2 separate regions of the Rattus norvegicus genome follow, and region 2 is linked to region 1. Evidence: chromatin contacts called from public Hi-C data. All regions are on one chromosome and are shown on one strand. The core of a region is the stretch at or near the end of the contact, and the rest is flanking DNA. Distances in the headings are between cores, read along the strand shown. Region 1 holds the start of Tmcc3 (transmembrane and coiled-coil domain family 3). Region 2 has its middle 87 kb from the start of Tmcc3.

Region 1 (2,753 bases), core at 127-2,626:
GTTTTGGAATACTTTCCTGGTGCACTGTTAGGAAACTTCTAAAGAAACCCAGAAAGAGTCGGTCGATGCAGGAGCGATTATCCCGAACACATTAAATTTGTGTTAAAAAAATCATTTTTCCTAAACTGATTAAGAGGCGCTAAAGTGAAAAGAGAAACGAGGTAAACATGTCACTTCGGGGACAATCGATTACTGTTTCAAATTGTAACTGCACACTCACATTCTGTATAAAGGACCCCTGCATAAGCCCGTCACTTATAGCCCCAACTTGATCTTAGAGGTGGAGGGGTAGAAACTATGTCCGTTCTGTCTCTAAGAACTTTATACAAGGAAGCTGACATCGAATCCCCTGTTCCTCGGACAAGCCAGAAGTTGGGAGGCTCAGAGAACAACTCCAGGTGTCGCCTGCCAAAGTGGAGGAGGTGCTGTTTCAAATGGCACTTTAATCAGCCAAGAGGAGACAGGATCGGGGTGGGTTGGGGTAGGATGGGGGTGGAGGGCTGGGGCTCACATCCTTACTGGACACCTGAGCTGCCCAGAAGGGAAGGTGTTCCTCAGGGGGGCCAGAGCTGTGGCTGTGGCCTCCGTCTTTATAATGAAGCCCTCCATGGCCGGTCTCCACAGCTTGCTCAGAAGAGCTATTTTCGCTCACAGCCAAAATCAGCAACAGCAAATTACGCTGCAAACCGTGGCGAAGGCGCCCCCTCTGCACGGCTCCCAACTCCGGAGCGTCCATGCCGAGATCGACTTTTGATCTAGGCAGCGCGTCCCGGGCGCACGGTGCAGGGGACTCGGCTGCGAGGCTGGGGACGCAGCAGCAATGCAGAGCCCCGCAGGTGGCTGTGCCGGGAGCCAGATCAAGGGAGTCCCGGGAGCCCCCCCGCAGGCAGCGTGCGCTCTCTGGCGGGGAGGAGAGCCGGACGGGCTACAACGTCGTGGAATAGGGCTGACTAGCTCCGATTCCAGCGGTGACACCGCGTCCCCGGGCCGCAGGTTTTCCCCGGACCTTCCCGGCGGAGAGAGACCGGCGATGGGTTCCGCGGTGCTGTGTCTCCCAGCCGACCCGGCCCGCACCCTCCCCACGCAGACTCGCACCCCCACGCCGCCCTGTGCGCGCCCTCACCCGGCTCTTGCAGCGGTGGTGCCGGCCGGGGTCGGAGTAGGTCCGGTCCACAGTGAGCGCCGTGTCGCTGCCCGGCATGTCTGCGCTTAGACTGACAACTTTGCGTTCTCGGGGGCCGCCGCTCCACTCGGCGCCGGGTGGCAGCTGCCCGCCGTGCTCCGCTCACCCTCGCCCCGGAGCCGCGGCCGAGGGGGGTGGCGCGGGCGGCTGCAGCTGCTGCCGACACCCCGCGGCCCTGCGCCGCCGCCGCTGGGGTGGGGAGGCGGGCGACAGTCTCCGCCCCTTCCCCCGCTCCCCGCCCCTGCGCCCCGCGCGGCGCCTAGACCCGCTCCAGGTGCCCGGCTCAGCTGCCCTCCCTGCCTGCAACCGGGGCCCACGCGCTCCCACGGCTCCCACGCCTCCCCCGGCTCAGATGAGCGATGCCGGCACAGGTTATGGACCCACTTGAGTGTGATAAAAGACGGGTTTGAGCATGAGGTTGCCGGTACCTTAAGGGCTGCCTATATAAATATGAATGAAATATATATGTATATATATTTCACTCAACAGGACACTTACTTGCTGGACAGCTACGCTGGACCTGGACAGTCGGCTAAAGATTCCAGAAGGGAGGGACATTTTCCCATCTAGAATTCCACAGAGCCGCACTCCCACTGTGTTGTGTATCTTAATTGTGCTTGTGTGACTCACTGTGTTGTAAGCTACTTTGAAACCCGGACATCTTTTCACTTTAGCGTTCTCTAGTCTCAGCGAGTGCTCCCTGCCCACAAAGGATCTGGAGTCTGAGAGAAAAAGTACTGATTGGTAATCGATGGGGTATTGGTTGCCTAACCCCAAATTCACTACATAAGGTCCGGTTATGTTGGAATCCACTCTGAGACCGGATTGGCAGGTTTAGATCACTGATCCTAACAGGCCCAGAGTGCACTGTGATCTGCCTACAGGGAGGGGAGGAGGTGTTTATCCCCTAGCTGGCTGAGGCAAAACAGGTCTGTGCATTTGGAAAACAAAACAAAACAACACCTCAAGGTGTCGGTTTAGTAGGTGGTTTCTGGCACAAAGGTAGAAGAATGGAGACTGGGGTCTGGGGCTGGGGTTGGGGAGGGGCTGTACTTTAAACATTAAGAAGTTTAGCTTTGCTTTGTGGGTGTTTGGCAAGCTGCCGGGCTTCCTGAACCAGGACTTGACAAGATCAGAACAAAAGTCTAAGAGGTCTGTGAGAGGCACTGTGAGAGGCACTGATGAAGGATAAGGAACTCCGGCTAGGAGGTCATTACAGAGACTGAGGATGACCTGACCTACGTGTCCTGTACAAGGAGACCAGAGAACCAAAGCATGTCTGCTCAATGGAGTATTAGACAAGTGTAGCAGATGCAGCAGCCCTCTAACTACGGAGTCATTCTAACATGTATAGTTAAGAGAAGAAAAGCAAGGTGCCGGATAATATAGGGTGTTCTACTGTTTATTGAAAGTGCAATGTGTATCAGACAGACAGACAGACAGGCAGGCAGGCAGGCAGGCAGGCAGGCTATATACATGGCACATTTCTGACAAGATTAAAAACTACAGAAATAAGAGAACAAGCAGCTGAAGTTAGGAAATGGAGACTGGGCAGTACAGAGCAGATGGG
Region 2 (2,753 bases), core at 148-2,647, 87 kb before region 1:
CTAATCCATATTCAGTCACTCACATGCACATATACATATCACCACACCCATTTGTATACATGTGCATAGACACACACACAGAGACACACATATTCATGCACACGCACACTCACAAACACACACAGACACACATGAAAACACACAGATACACACACTTACAAATATACACACAGAGACACATTCACAAACACACAGATACACAGATATACACACTTACACACAGATATACACATACAGACATACAAACACACAAAGAGATACACACACAGACGGACAGACACACACACGCACACACACACACACACACACAGACACACACACACACACTTAGTTGTTACAAAGGCCCATGAAGTCCACAGAGTCTCAGCTCTTAGAAGAGGCTGCCATGTAGTAAGTATCAGGCAGGACATTGGAAGTTCTGAGAGAATTCATCCTGGCAAGAATGTAGAGCCATGCTCAGGAAACAGAGCAGGAAAGGGGCCCATGTATGGAATTTCATATTCATCCAGGGTAGTGAGTGTTGCTGAACACTCTTACACAGAGAGTGATAGGACTGGGTCGATCTGAGATAAGTCATTAAAGACTGGAGTCTGAGAGCTGAAGAGATGGCTCACAGTAAAGTGCCTGCTGCGTGAACATGAACACTTGAGTTTGATCCCCGGCACCCAAGTCAAATACATAAATAAGTCAACAGCTCAGCAGTGCATGCTTGGTGCGTGGACACGGGACTTCTCAGGGCTCTCTGACCAGATGATCGAGCTGAACTGGCAAATCTCACAGAGTTCTGTCTCAAAAGAATAAGGAAGAGTGTATAGAAGGAGATACCCAACATTGACTTCTGAACTCTACATACGTGTACACATATGTGCATGTACACATGAGCGCATGTATGCACACACAGATGCATGCACACACACATGTACACACTCCTAAAAGAAAGAAAAAAGAGAAAAGAAAAAGAAAATTCTGGAAAGCGACAGGGGCTACAGATAGGCTCTGGAGACAGAAGTCCCTTAGTACAGCCCTACAGGATTCCCATGCCTGCGTCTGGACACTGAGGAGCTTAGGGTAAGAGCAGCAGCCGCTGTAGCCTAGGAGGATGCAGGGAGGGTCTACTTCACTGTGGTGTGTACACACACTGAGAATGGGGGCAAATCTTAGCTGCACCCATTCAAGTTGACTGACCACCGGTCCAGCCTGGGTCCCTAGCCCTTTCTCTAACCATTTCCAGGTTCCATCAGCCAATGGATCCCACCATCAAACCCACCATGCTCTCTGGAGACGCCTGGAGGAAAGACCTAGGACTTCAGCTTCAACAATTCCAGACAAGGTATCAAGTACTCAGTAACCCATGGCAACCCCTAGAGGCTGCTAGAGCCTCAGCAATGAGGAGCTTTTTCCCAAGGAACCTGCCAGTTCCCCTGAGATGGCTCATGCTTGGTGATCTTAGGATGACCTTCAACGGTCTACACACCATGGAACGCTCATAACAACAGTGTCTGAAGGGGACCGTATCCACCCCTCTCACACCTTCCCATGATGTAAGCCATTGTAGAAGGAATGGCTTGAACAGAGGTGCAACTTCTTTAGTAGCCAACAGCTGTGAAGATTGCTCTGTTTGGTTACCTAGCATACCCAGTTTTTAGCATTGAGCCCCCCAAACTGCAAGTTCAGAAGTCACTAACTAGCCACGATGGTAAAGACTCTTCAGGCATGGACAATACTATCAGTAGGTTTCCGCATCTTGGGGCAGCTTGGATAAAGATGGACGGAAGAATATCTTTGGGTTGTCTCGTGGTTATTAATCGGGAGATTCCGGGTAGTCGGTTCCAGAGTTTTGTTCTTGGTGATGGAGGCTCAATTCTTCTTTCCAAACCTTGATCATTGAGCTTTCTCAATGATCACCAGGATCCTATAGGACTGCCACAAGTTGGACTCAAATCAGCCTATACATCTTAACACACATAGGTGGAGTACTTTCGAAGGACCCTGTCACGCTCACATCGGCCTCCAGGACCTCCAGCCTCTCCCTTGTCTAAACCTTGGCTTTCTGCCTCCTTTGTCAGTGGCTAGCAGCCAGACATTAGAAACACAGGCAGCTTCCAGCCAAGCCCTCGAGATCTTTCTAACCCCATTATCATGCCCACGCCCTGGACTTTGAACCTTGGCAGGTGGAGTCTGTCATGCTTCTTAGGTGATGGGGCAACCAATTAAGGGTTCCACAGGCCTTGAGTAGGACTTCTAGCAGGTCTCTGAAGGTAGGGGTGGGTGGAATGGAGACCTGAAAATACCAGTTAACTGCCTCCAAGAGAGAAAGAAGGTCCCTTGTCCCCCCATCCTCGTCATATTTTACGTGTGACCTATCATTTAACCATTTATTCTCTGAATCCTGCTTATGTTATAACACCCACACTCAGGATGGAGGCTGTGCATACTCGGGGGCACTGGACACCTGCTCCCCTTTTCTACCCCACAGAGCCCTTCCTCCCACACCTTTACTCAAAACAGGCCGTGAGGCTACAGGGACCTGTGGCAGATAGGCACTTTTGACTTGGAGGTGGAAGACATCTCCTGTAAAATTATTTGAAGCACTTCAAATAAGTTTGGGATGTAGGCACTTGTTTAACATGTCCCAGCACATATAATAATAATAGTACTACTAATAATAATTCATAATGACAATGATAAGACAGCAGTAACAATCGAAAAAGGCAAAGGAAGATGGATCTTTTTGTTCAAACAGATGGGCATAA

What was found. Hi-C and Micro-C count contacts between places; a contact is called where the count stands out from the background.
Region 2: a Hi-C map of kidney shows a contact between it and region 1, with 2.5 times the contacts expected there. The contact joins the enhancer-like site here to the promoter of Tmcc3 in region 1. A contact is called at or near these places in 6 of 12 Hi-C or Micro-C datasets (the A7r5 cell line, Schwann cells, kidney and 2 more) and 1 of 1 datasets of contacts at active chromatin or transcription factors (oligodendrocytes).

Annotation. Positions count from the first base shown.
Region 1 is chr7:30,985,756-30,988,508 of GRCr8, reverse strand. It overlaps Tmcc3 (transmembrane and coiled-coil domain family 3), which reads right to left and starts at 1,376. Exons shown (of 4, transcript NM_001108084.2): 1 at 1,124-1,376. The coding sequence starts at 1,201.
Region 2 is chr7:31,072,910-31,075,662 of GRCr8, reverse strand. No RefSeq gene overlaps it. Among named protein-coding and RNA genes, the nearest start is that of Tmcc3, 87 kb to the right of the region's middle. Within about 2 kb of position 1,397, at least 2 of the 93 cell types and tissues checked have an H3K27ac peak or open chromatin away from gene starts, as enhancers often do.